Linked DNA regions of Gossypium hirsutum: region 2 is linked to region 1. Evidence: chromatin contacts called from public Hi-C data. All regions are on one chromosome and are shown on one strand. Each heading gives the region's core, a stretch centred on a gene start, on an enhancer-like site or on the middle of the called end of the contact. The rest is flanking DNA. Distances are from core to core; before and after follow the strand shown. Region 1 holds the start of LOC107955684 (choline-phosphate cytidylyltransferase 1). Region 2 has its middle 8.3 kb from the start of LOC107955641.

Region 1 (6,130 bases), core at 2,024-4,523:
GTGGAGGAAGAATTTGCAGTTTGAAGGATTTAAATCTCACTATAAACCCATGGCAAAATACAAGAATTTAAATCTAGACCAAACTGATCAAGCAGTGAAAATGAAGAAATTGGAATCGAACAAAATACCATAACCCTCTATAATTCATGCATCATACTATCACCTCAACTTCTGATGGCACTTGATTTCGTATCTTGATCTTATGGCTGTAGTCTCCAACCAGACAGTCAATTCACCTAAATCCAACTTCTCTAGCCAGCATGATGAAGGTGCAACCATGCATAAAAGTACAAACATGATGCAGAATTGATCAAATATGAATCATGAATCAATTTAACAATTGATATTTTCAGCACTGCCCCAAGGAACAGATTTTAAGTTTAACAGTTCTTAAGCTGGCTCCTCCCTTCACCCAGGTTCTTCATGGTAAATGACTCTTTTTTGGGGTGGTTATTACCATGTATGCATATGTGTAAGTTTATAAAACATTTTATCAACTTTTGTAAGTAAAGGGTGGTAGAGGGAAAAATGACAGGCGGACAAATGGGGAGGTACCAGGGTGTTGTAACAAAGGGCAGGGGGGAAGAGATGAGTTATATGCATGTAATGCACAAATGTTTACTGAAAGGTCACAATGCTATTCTAGTTACATACACATGAAAGGTGTCTACACAATCTTACATTAATGAAATTGTAGAAGTCTAGAAAAAGCATAAACAAGTCAATATTAAATTACTTAGCTATGCAAGACTTCAACCTCTATACTGAGGTTATAAGGAGAATAACGTACCCTGAGGACAACATAATTTCGATATACTGCTGTTAATTAAGCCAAATGAAAACACACAAAAACTGTTCAAGCTTTTTTTCTTTTCAGTTTGATACAAGAGATTTTCCTAATATAGTTCCTCCAAAAGTTTAACTTGAATAAATTCAGGGAGTTTAGACTTCATACAAACATATAACATACATCCACATAAAAGAAATTCAGCATGACAATTATAATGACAAATAACTACATTAGAACCAAGCTAATTTTGCTACTTGGTTATTTCTCTAAGAAATGTTTACAACTTCAAGCCCCCAATTATTTATGCACATGATCCAAAATTTGAGGCAAATTTAAAGGAAAAATATGTGATAAAAATCCCTAAAGTATAACGGATAGACAAACTGTCAAGAACTGAGACAAAAGACTTCAAGTGCAATCAAAAAGCTAAAATCGCTATAAAGTGAGCATGGTGTAATAGTTTCCAATCATACAGCTTATGTGATACAAGCATAACAAAAAAGGGAACAATCATTAAACTAGATCAACCTCACATGAGAGTGAACATACCTTTTCTCCCACTTTTTCTTGTTGTTCCTTAACTTTCTCTTGTAGTTTCTTCAGTCTCATATTCACTCTCAATCTCTTTTCCTGTTGACATTAAAAAGGAATATCAAGGAAGGAGCATTCTCAACTAAAACAAGACATTCAAGACAGAGATCTTACCTTCACATAGCTAACTCCAAGCTCTTTCCTAGAATACCCACGGTCCAAGTTACGCAGCACGTATTGGTTATAATCTTTAACAATTCTCATTATGATATCTGACGTAGAAATCCCATCAGTTCGTTTTGTTTCCTTGAACTTCCCAGCAGCTTTAACCTGAGAGCATGAGGTTGCTTAATAAAATGCAAAATTTTAAAGCACCAAATACAACAAGTGGGCAGGATTGTCTCAATAAACTTACAAATTCGTACACATCATTCGCAGCTCCACTGGCATCAGCATAGCTGTAAACGGTTCATGGCAAAGTGTAAAGACTACATGAATATTTTAATGCTGGGTATTTACATATTTATCTGGAACTAGAAAGTAGTAGGAAATTTTATACAATTAGGCCCTGGGTTTTTATTTATATATTTATTTTCTTAACACCCTCACAGTCAACATTAATAATTTAATCTCAAAGCAAGAATTGTCTAGCCTTACGGAAGTGAATCATGAGCCACGTAGTCAATATTGTGTTTATCCAGAAATTCTTGATCGATCACCCATGGAGCATCAGGAATGACTTCATCAACCCACCTGTAACAAAATAAATAACGAAGTCATTCAAAGTGAATCTATATTTAAGGTTTCACTAAATGAATTAACAGTTATTTTGAGGAACAAAGTTAATTCACATCTTGCAAAGAAAAAATGAAAAATCTTATTATAAGAGAAGATAACTGATTTACTTCAAAGTGTAAACAAAAAGTTAAGTAAATCTATATTTCAGGTTCCACTAGATTGCAGCCTTTGCTAAAGGAAATTTACCGAGATTTTACTTCCTAAAAGCAATAATTGATTAAAAGAAAAGAAATAACACAACATCAAATTCTAACATAATTATTCCGTTGAATAGTAAAATTAAGCCTAATCCAAAAATTTTACAATTTTTATTCTTCAAATCTACTACTTTTACAACGAAAGGAAAATTTTCTTGAAAATCTCAAAAGCAAAACTCAAGTAGCAAAAGCAACAACCAAACTATACCTCAAATATGCATCCTGGGTGATCTTTTTTTTATAATTTCAGTAAAATAAACAGAGTGGCTGAGAGTTATACTTGCAATGGCGAAGGGATTCATAACGTTCTGATTCGGTCATAACAGTTTTGCCCTTGTACTTGTGTGTTGTTTCATCATTGCAACATCCAACCAGCAAATACGTATTGGGAAACCTAAAATCTCACAAAATTGAATCGCATAATCAGGGAAAAAGCAATCCAAGCATGCAGTTGTGGATATACAACATCAAGTAAAAGCATCTTTTATGCAAACAAACATAATAAAAATTTTAAAAAACTTGACATCAAAAAAAAAACCCAGAAAAGTTACACAGATAAAAAATAACCAAACATGAAGATTTTGAAAGAAATCCATTAATCACGGGAAAATTCGAAAGATACCCAGAAAAGTAATAAAATCAAACATTGAAAAAAGAGAGAGAGAGAGAGAGAAGGGATTAAAACGGACGATTTCTTGGCTTGTTCGAGGGAGCGAGCGTGGCCGAAGTGGAAGAGATCGTAGATCCCATCGGCGTAAACACGGACAGGGCGATCGGGATCGGAACTGTTGCTATTGTTACCGTTGTTGCTCATGGCGGAGATTCTAGAATTAAGAAAAAAGGGAAAAGGAAATTGGGAGTTCTGTTATTTCTTCTGTCTCATAATAATAAATAATAATACTAATAATAATATAAATTGGATTTCAATTTCTTTTCCTCTTTTACTCTTTGCGTTTATGATTTAACCTTGACTTAATACAGTCTTATATCATTTTATTAACTTGGGTTTAAATTTTTTTACCCCCTTCATTCTCAAATATTATAAAAAATTTATCAGTTTAATCCTTTAAATGTTAAAAAACTGATTAAAATATCCAATTAATCATAAAATGCTATGTATCAAATGATATTATCATTTTATAAAGTGGATGTTGAAAGGATTAAGTCTCAAAGCCTCAATGGAATGTGTCCTATGTGAGGATTTTGTCTCCTGCACTTTGAGGAGAGCCCGAATGGCTCACAGAGTATAGAGATTACTTAGGTATGCTAAGGTAAGATATAAAAGCCTTTATTGATGGTTCTATCTCTGGCAGGCACATTTTGCATTATTAATATTTCTAACAATATTGAAACCTTCCCGTGATATTGCAAGTCATATCTATATCAATCGAGGTGTTCTCTATACTCCGTGAACCCTTCAGGCTCTCCTCGGAGTACGAGAAACAAAACCTCCATGTAGAATAATACATTCAATTGAGGATCTGAGACTTATTCTTCCAAAAGTGAGAATAAAGTTCAACATGGAGACGCAAAATCGAAGACAATTAGAGAATTTACTATCTACATAATGAAAAGATGTTGTGAGAAGTATCAAAGAGAATTGATAGAGAAAGGAACGAGCCAGACCTTCACGAGAATCATGAAAAAATATTGGTAGATTTGGCGAATATGTCCTTGTTTGAGAAGGATAATAATGGTGAAGGAGTTTTGTGCCCAAAATAATCTTAAGCTTCAAAAGAGTATTTTTAATTTTAATTTTTGGAGAGATCAAATTCTACTTTTATTTTTATTTTAGGGGCATGTAATAACTATTTAGGATATTATATATTTTTTTTTTAAAATTAGAATTTTTATTATGTTTTGTTTTGTTTGAATCTTTATAGGTTTACCACATGTTTGGAGTCAAAAATTGTCCAAATTATTTGTGGAGAAGTAGTTGCCTTTATTTGTAGATTCGAGCTTAAATCGAAATACCCTTCTCTAACCTTTAAATATGAGGATAATGCGCTTCAACACACTTGAATCCATGTCCTCTTACATTGACAACAATGCCAATGCTAGTCGAACTAAGATTCAATCAACCTTTTCCATATACTTTTAAATATTGAAGACAATGTTTGATTTTATTGTGGGGGGGATTTTGGAATGTTTCATGCATGTTTTCTATATTTAGTAATTTTTGTTCAATTTTTAAAAATTTTCATGTTTAGGTTTTACATGTACTTAGAATTTTTTTTTTATTTGAGGACATTGGATGTGATTGCAAAGTAGGTAGCATGAGAGCTAATGTTATTGAATATGATAAGAAAGCATGCTATGTATTGTCCATAAAATAGTCCTTTGGAGTTTCTATCGTTGACTGTAACAGACTTTGAATTATTCACTTTCCGCTTTCGTGGTCATATCCAAAATTTGCGATTTTCTTTGGTAAATGTTGCATGTCTCATAAGGTGCATAGATTTGTAATAGACCATAAATGAATTATTAACTTTTTTGTATATCTTTAGTCATAATGTTTACAACCAAATGCATAAGGAATCTTATGTCTTCTATTGTTGAAAAAAATCTGTTAAGAAAATAATTTTACAGTTACAACAGAAGATTTAAAAGTTTTCAAAACTGAGCTACTTTGTGATATTTATAGTTATAAACTTCAATAGAATGGTAAATGTTTTTTGTTAAGTATGACTCCTATTTCAGTCAAATTTGAGAAATAATCTTCTAATTAAACTCTGTTTATTTGTTTCAATCAAACACTGATTAGTTTAGATTATTTTATTATTATTTGACCTATGAATTTAGCCTATAAATAGGCTCTTTTACAACTTTAGAAAATACACCCATTAGATATTAGAACTCATAATACATTTAGAGAATTTTGTGCTTACAGGTTCTTTGTTTTCAGGTTTTCGGGGTTTAATTTTTATCTCCATCTTTTGTACTATTCGTTCTTTTTCCATTATAGTAAAATTATCTTTACCCGTGGTTTTTTTTCCTCTTTGGAAGGGGTTTTCCATGTTAAATTTGTGTGTTCAATTTTTTAATTTATTCTGCTATTTTTTACTTGTTTCTTAATCGGGTCGATCCTAACAAGTGATATCAGAGCTAGTTCAATTTTCATAGATTAGCCCTGTAACACCCCCTAACCCAATTCGTCGCCGAAGGGGTTCTGAGGTATTACCTAACGATCACATCAACATTTGAACACTCATATAGCAAAATTAGACTGTACAATAATATGCTACCAAGCCGAATTTATAAATAAATATATTTCTAATAAAAATTTTAAGCTTATAAAAAGAATATGTTATAAAAACTCATGCCAATATAAAATTACACAGTAAACTCAACATGTATATGCAAACATAGTATAATGTATGCACATAACAAGAAAATATGAAAAGAATTCATTAATAAAACTAACACAAATCAGTGTCACGATTCCTTTGGTCTCTTTTGAACCTGGTTAGTTACCAACTCATTTGCTTATCGTTACTTACAAAATCAATTGACCATTTTACGAATTCATTTAAAAACAATTAATAGGTTAAATCGAATGCCATCAATGCTTGATATTTACTCAACAAAATAAGATATATATATACTTAACAAAAATCATGCGCATGAAGTAAATTTATAACAAGACCAAATGTTCATAATTTCTCATCAATGTTTAAGTAAAATGACCATGTCCATTTCAACCATTTTGAACGTCTATATAAAACCATATATGCTCAATGTGCATACCAAAATCATATATATATAATAAATACCAATTAATAAGCTTAAAACATACTTATGCTTGCCATTACCA
Region 2 (6,130 bases), core at 2,165-4,664, 840 kb before region 1:
GCATGTTGGCTTCTTGAGGAAACTTGTGAGGATGAAGTGGGACATCTCTGGGAAGGATCAGTGGCTCCTGTACCTATACGGATTCGACATATTTGCGAAGGCTTGTCCAGTTGGGTGAAAATGATTCGTGGCTTATCTAGAGCGAATATCTTCTTTCTTCAAAAATGTCTTGGTGAGTTTTGTGATGTACCTGGTGATACTGTATCGAAGAAATGGTTCTTACCAAGATGTATTTGAACATGGAAATTGATAAGAAGAGAGGTACTAGGAACATCGAGCGCGTGTCAACTGGTTACGTAATGGTGAATATGCATTAGTTTATAACTTGCCAAAATAATATGCCTAATATTATTATTGTAATTAGTTACTAATATTTCAACTATTTTATGTGTATTGCAGATAATATGCCTAGAAGAAGATTGCGAGATCTAAATGTTATTCAAATTTCTCCAAATTCGGAAGAAACAAATAGTGATTAACAGACTGCTATTGGGTCTTCAAATGTTCCGAATACAGTTGACGAACCTGTAGAAATTCAAATTAATGTTAACTTTAATTTACATGCATGTTGAATTTTATTATTGATTTTTGTTTCAAATTCTTATGTTATCATATTCAATTTTTTTAGCTGAAAATGGTGGGAGGCACAAAACTCGAGGACGTGCACTATTAAAGGATTTATACAATCTAAATTCTGTAGAGCATGTCAAGGTATCCAGAAACAGTCAGGGTCAGCCTATTGGATCAGAAGCTCGAGTTTTAGCAGGATACTTGGGCATTATAGCACGAAATGTCAATCTGTTGCCAATCAACTACGAGTCATGGCATCATATGCCTGATAGTAACAAAAATCATGCTCTGGATAATATTAAGGTAATAACGTGAATGTAATTTATAATACTTTGGTTTAATTTTCATTTATATTTACTTTTTAAACTTGTGTTATTTGCAGGAGAGATTTGTTTTAGAGGTCTCGGATAATTATGTGAAGAAAGCATTAGCAAAGAAATGGAGAGACCATAAATGCACTTTAAAAAAGGAATATTTTAAGAAAAATATAAACCTTGAAGAGAAATTGCAAAATGTCCCACCGAGAATGCTGAGGTACTAATGGGAAGATGTAGTTAGATTTTGGAATTCAAAGAAATGAGAGGTATTACGTACTTCTAAACTCTTATAATTATTTCGGTTTATAGTATTTACTATATACATAATAATAATTTCATAATGTAGGATCGTGAGCGAGTTGGAACTATAAGTAGGCAAAAACAAAAATTCACGCACATAGCTAGGTGAAAAGGTTTTGCTTGTGTAGCTAATGACGAGGTATTTTGAATTTATTACTTGTGTCAAATATTAATTATTTTTTACTAAATAATATTTTTCCTACTATATTGTAGGAATTGTTGTTTGGTCAAAAAGTTGGACACCTTCAGCTTTTTGATATTACACATAGAAAGAAAGATGGATTTTCTATGACTACTGAAGCTGCAAAAATTATGGTATATTTACTTAATAAAATTTGAATTAATTTAAATATTTATCATGTTTAATTATAATGGTTTAAGTCGTCGTTTGTAATGCAAATAATGCCAAGTTATGTTGCATTTGCTTGATTATATATTTCGTTACTAACTCCTTAATTGATTTATTAGGAGAAACTAAAGGATAAAAAAGAGGAGTATAAAGTTACGGTTTCAAGTGATAGTTCTGTTAATCTGGACAACATTGATAACCGAGTTATTACTGAAGTTTTGGGTCCTGAAAGGTATGGTCGGTTCAATTTCAAGGATCTTTCATTAGCCCAACCCAATATTTTGGATCCAGCTCACAGCAGTACATGCCTTCGGTGAATCAGCTCAAGTTAAAATTCAATGTTAAGAGACCGGATGACTCATATGCAAGCTAGCACAATTGAGAAAATTTCCCAACTTAAAGTGGAGGCTCAAGCTAAAGTTCAATGTTAAGAGACTGGATGGCTCATATACAAGCGAGCACAATTGAGAAAATTTCTCAACTTAAAATGGAGGCAGCATCGAGAGAAGCAGAGGCTAAAAGAAAATATGATGAACTCCAGCTACAACTTAAAAACGGAGGCAGTAGTAAGGGAAGCAGAGGCAGCAGTAAGGGTAGCAGAGGCAACAAGAAAATATGACGAACTCCAGCTACAACTTTAAAATATAATGAAGATGTTTCAACAGAATCAATCGCATAATCCATCATCTTAGATTTTTTTTCTTATTGTGAGGATATCTTAACAATATAACTTTTGATTATATTTTAAGAATATCTTAACAATATAACTTTTGATCATATTTTGTTATTTCAGTTATTAATTTAGATCATATACATATTTCTTTTGTGATAGTATCATTTATGTAATGGCTCATTTTTGCTCGGCCCGCAATAAACCCAGAAACATAAATTAAAAACCAAAATAATAAAAAATAAAAGTCCAATGTTCGTTTACAAATCTTCAGTCTTAAACCAAACCAAACCCAAACATTAAATTCAAATCACTAACCCAATACCCAAATTAATACCCTAGCCCAAAACACAAATCAAATTATAATGGCCCAATGAAAAACCAGCTAGGGCCCGAAAGTTTGATATTTTCAGAACCCTAGGGTTCCCTTTTCCCCTTGCGTCGCTGCTGCCTTGGTGCCAGCTTTCACGCGCGCCATTGCCTCAGCCACGTGCGCCACGTTTCACGCCCACGAACGGTTTCTCCACGCCATACACACCTGCAATAGACTAACAAGCAAGGGAGCAGTGGACAACAAATAACAGCAAATGACAGCAATGAAATTGTATTTTAATCTGTATTTTTTTCTTTTATTTATTTTATTTTTTCGGCTATAAAACCGAATAAAAATGATGTAAATAGGATTGGTTTTTTCTAGAAATACACACACATATTTTACAAGTACAAATCTACAAAAGTTTGAATAAGAAATCATCTCGAGAGTAGCTTTTCAAAAGGTGATTTAGATTTTATTTTCTTTTCGATTCAGCTCCTATTTTTTTAAAGCTTTGTTACTACGTATGAAAGCAAAAAAATAAGTAAAAGGGAGAGACTTAACTTTTTTTGGAAGCTTCAAAATCCTTGTTTGTTTCATGGTAATCGAAGCCTAGATGAGGATTGAAGTTAAAGCCTAGAAAAACTCGTGGATTTGCGGTCAAATAGGGCCAGATTAAGCTTTTGTCTGACGCCGTCTGTTGAATATGGAGACGAAATAGCGGTTGTGAAGTTTCCAGTTTCCGACCGAATGAATAAGGGATAGACCTTAGTTTTTGTTTTATTTTGATTTGCTTTTATTAGTTTTAGGGTTTTTACCTTGTTTTGTACAGAACATGAAACGGTACCGTCTGGAGGAAGAAGATCTACGCGCTGACCCGTTTTGTGGCCCAGATCCGCGCCCTTTTACTTCGAATGGTCAAATTGCACCCTTCGTCTTCGCGCAGACCTTATTTCCACTTTACTTCATTTCAAATTTGTCATAGAATTTGCGCGTATTTGCAATTTAATCCACGCCTAAACGCCATGTTTTGGGATCTGGAATATTTTCAGTTTTAATCCCTGGACATTCGTGCGCATTGCGCTTCAGTCATTATTTCAATTTCAATAGTTTTTATTTTATTTTATTAATTATCCCTCTAGTTTGATTTTTATTTCAATTAAGTTTTTTCCATTTTAGTTTGTATAATTCATTTTTTCATTTCTTATTTTTATACATTTTAAATTATTTTGTTTTTATTACAAAATTATTATTTTAAAATTACCTTTTATATATTATATTATTTCAAAATTTTGTATAATATTTAATTTAACTACCCTTATATATATTATTAATATATTTAGTTTATATTAAAATTGGTTTTATTTTATATACATTGATTAATTCCATGTTATTTTATATAATTGCTTTTAAATCTGTTTATTATGTATATAGCTTATTCTTTAGAAGACATATTTTATTATTTCTTTGTTATTTAAGATCCTTACATGTATATATTGTTTTATTATATATTGGTTTGTTATTTTTTCATGTATATTGTTTATCATTTATTTTATTATTTTCCATTATATATTGTGTACATTGATTTTTTCTATTATTGCACGTACATTATCACCTTTAAATAGATTTGTTTTTTTATGTTCTTGGCTCCAAATTTCTTCTTTCACAATATTTATTTTAATACTCATTTACATATTCTTAGTTTTATTTTTATATATGTACATTATTTCAAACCAAATCATGTGTTGTTCATTTTGTAAATTTTCATATATTTAATAGTTTTCAAATTATTTCCAAATTGTTTTGTATGCTATGTGTCGCTTTAGTTTTCATATTGTTTCATGTATTATCGTTTTTTATTGATTATTAGCCTTTTGCACTATTATTTAAATTTTTGTCCATCTATATCCGAAACTTGTTATATTTCTTTCTAATTAGTTTCTTGGATGCGAGCTCATTGCTATTGTGTGCATGTTAATTTGTTCTTTTTGTTTACTTGTATAATATTTCGTATAGTAATCCATGTTTGTAACTTTGATTTTTCTATATTATTGCATCGTGATTCAAATTTTAATATTTTGATTGATATTACTTGTCTCGTTTTTATTTCAAGAAAAATTAAATCGTTTTGAGCTAATTTCCCATTTTCCTTATTATTCAAAAGTTCTGAAATAAGGCAGTATTCAATATTTGGGAATTCGGGAAATTGTGCCCTACCGTGCTGGGTATGATTTTTCGTTGAATTAAATATTTGGATATCCTTTTATAATTTTAATGTACGAGCTTTTGAAAGTTAAAAATCAATCGTATTTTTGAAGGTATAAAGGATCGTGTCCAATCGTGCTGGATATGATGTTGTATATCTTTGAAACGAGAGAATTTTGACAGCTAACTTGAACTACTCAAACATTTTTAAAAGAACCATACTTTGAAAGATCCTTTTTAAAATCTTTGATATAAGGATAGCATTGAATCAATCTGGTACCAATTTTTGGGCATAATGAGAGTGCTCACCCTTCCTCATGCGTAATCGACTCCCGAACCCATTTTTTAAAAATTTTACAATATTGTTTCAAGTGGAACAAAACATTTTAGTAGGTGACCCAATCCCACCTAAGTAAAGAGATTGATGGCGACTCCACATGTTGTTTAAAAGTCGATCCCCGTTTTTTAAAACTCTAAAAAATAGTTTCGACAATTTAGATTTGAAGTTTGTTGTTGGATTTGAAGTTATAGGAAAATATGTTGAAAATTCAGGTTTTATATGAAATAAAATGGGTTGGTAAATTATGTTAATGTTAGTGAAGTTTTCCCACAAATGTCGCTATAGAACATGATCTTTAGCGGCACTTTTACTACAAATGCTGTTAAAGAACTTGATCTTTTGTGGCGCTTATAGCTACAAACGCCACAACATGCTCGACTCTAGTGCAGCGTTTTACTACATAAATGCCGCAATTTTGAGCTGCACTATCTAAAGCCACGTTTTTTGCGGTGCTTATAAGTGCCGCTATAGGGCCAAAAAATCACCGTTAAAAACCTGTTTTGCTGTAGTGTTAGTTTAATGTTATGTATGATTTGCAATTAAATTTATAGGTATGTGATGTTTTGTTTTTACGGACTTACTAAGCTTTATGTAAGCTTACTTTATTTGGTTTTACTTCTTTGTAGATTGTCGGACTTTTGCTATCAATTGGAATGTCATTGGATATCACACTATCCGACAACTCATTTTGTAGCTATTTGTTTATTTTGGCTGGTTATAAGTGGCATGTAAATAGGGTTTCAATATGCTTATGTTATTAAAAAAACTTGGTGATGACTTGTGTCATTTGGAATGTAAATTTGTATTTTGTGTTTTGGTATCTTGAAATGATAGTTTATCAATTGATGTCTTTCTTGAAGAATTGTTATTGAAATAACCACTTTGTTTTGGTAACTTATGAACTTGGGTTGAAGTATATTTGTGTTTGTAAGTTGGTTATAAATGGTTGATTATGGCATAAGTTATTTGCGACTTAATTGAGGATTGAATAAGGTTGACATGTTGATTATGTCATGGTTTGGATAGTTGTTGTTTATACTTTAATTATGGTGTCAATGAGGGCATA

The links. A called contact is a pair of places that touch in the nucleus more often than the background predicts.
Region 2: a Hi-C map of anther shows a contact between it and region 1, with 4 times the contacts expected there. The contact joins the enhancer-like site here to the promoter of LOC107955684 in region 1. A contact is called at or near these places in 4 of 34 Hi-C or Micro-C datasets (anther and leaf).

Annotation. Positions count from the first base shown.
Region 1 is chrA07:85,892,365-85,898,494 of Gossypium_hirsutum_v2.1, reverse strand. It overlaps LOC107955684 (choline-phosphate cytidylyltransferase 1), which reads right to left and starts at 3,273. Exons shown (of 8, transcript XM_041116530.1): 1 at 3,006-3,273; 2 at 2,597-2,710; 3 at 1,979-2,074; 4 at 1,737-1,779; 5 at 1,496-1,651; 6 at 1,340-1,420. The coding sequence starts at 3,130.
Region 2 is chrA07:86,730,580-86,736,709 of Gossypium_hirsutum_v2.1, reverse strand. No RefSeq gene overlaps it. Among protein-coding and RNA genes, the nearest start is that of LOC107955641, 8.3 kb to the left of the region's middle. Within about 2 kb of position 3,414, at least 9 of the 9 cell types and tissues checked have an H3K27ac peak or open chromatin away from gene starts, as enhancers often do. A contact at or near this core is called in leaf, where this site is marked.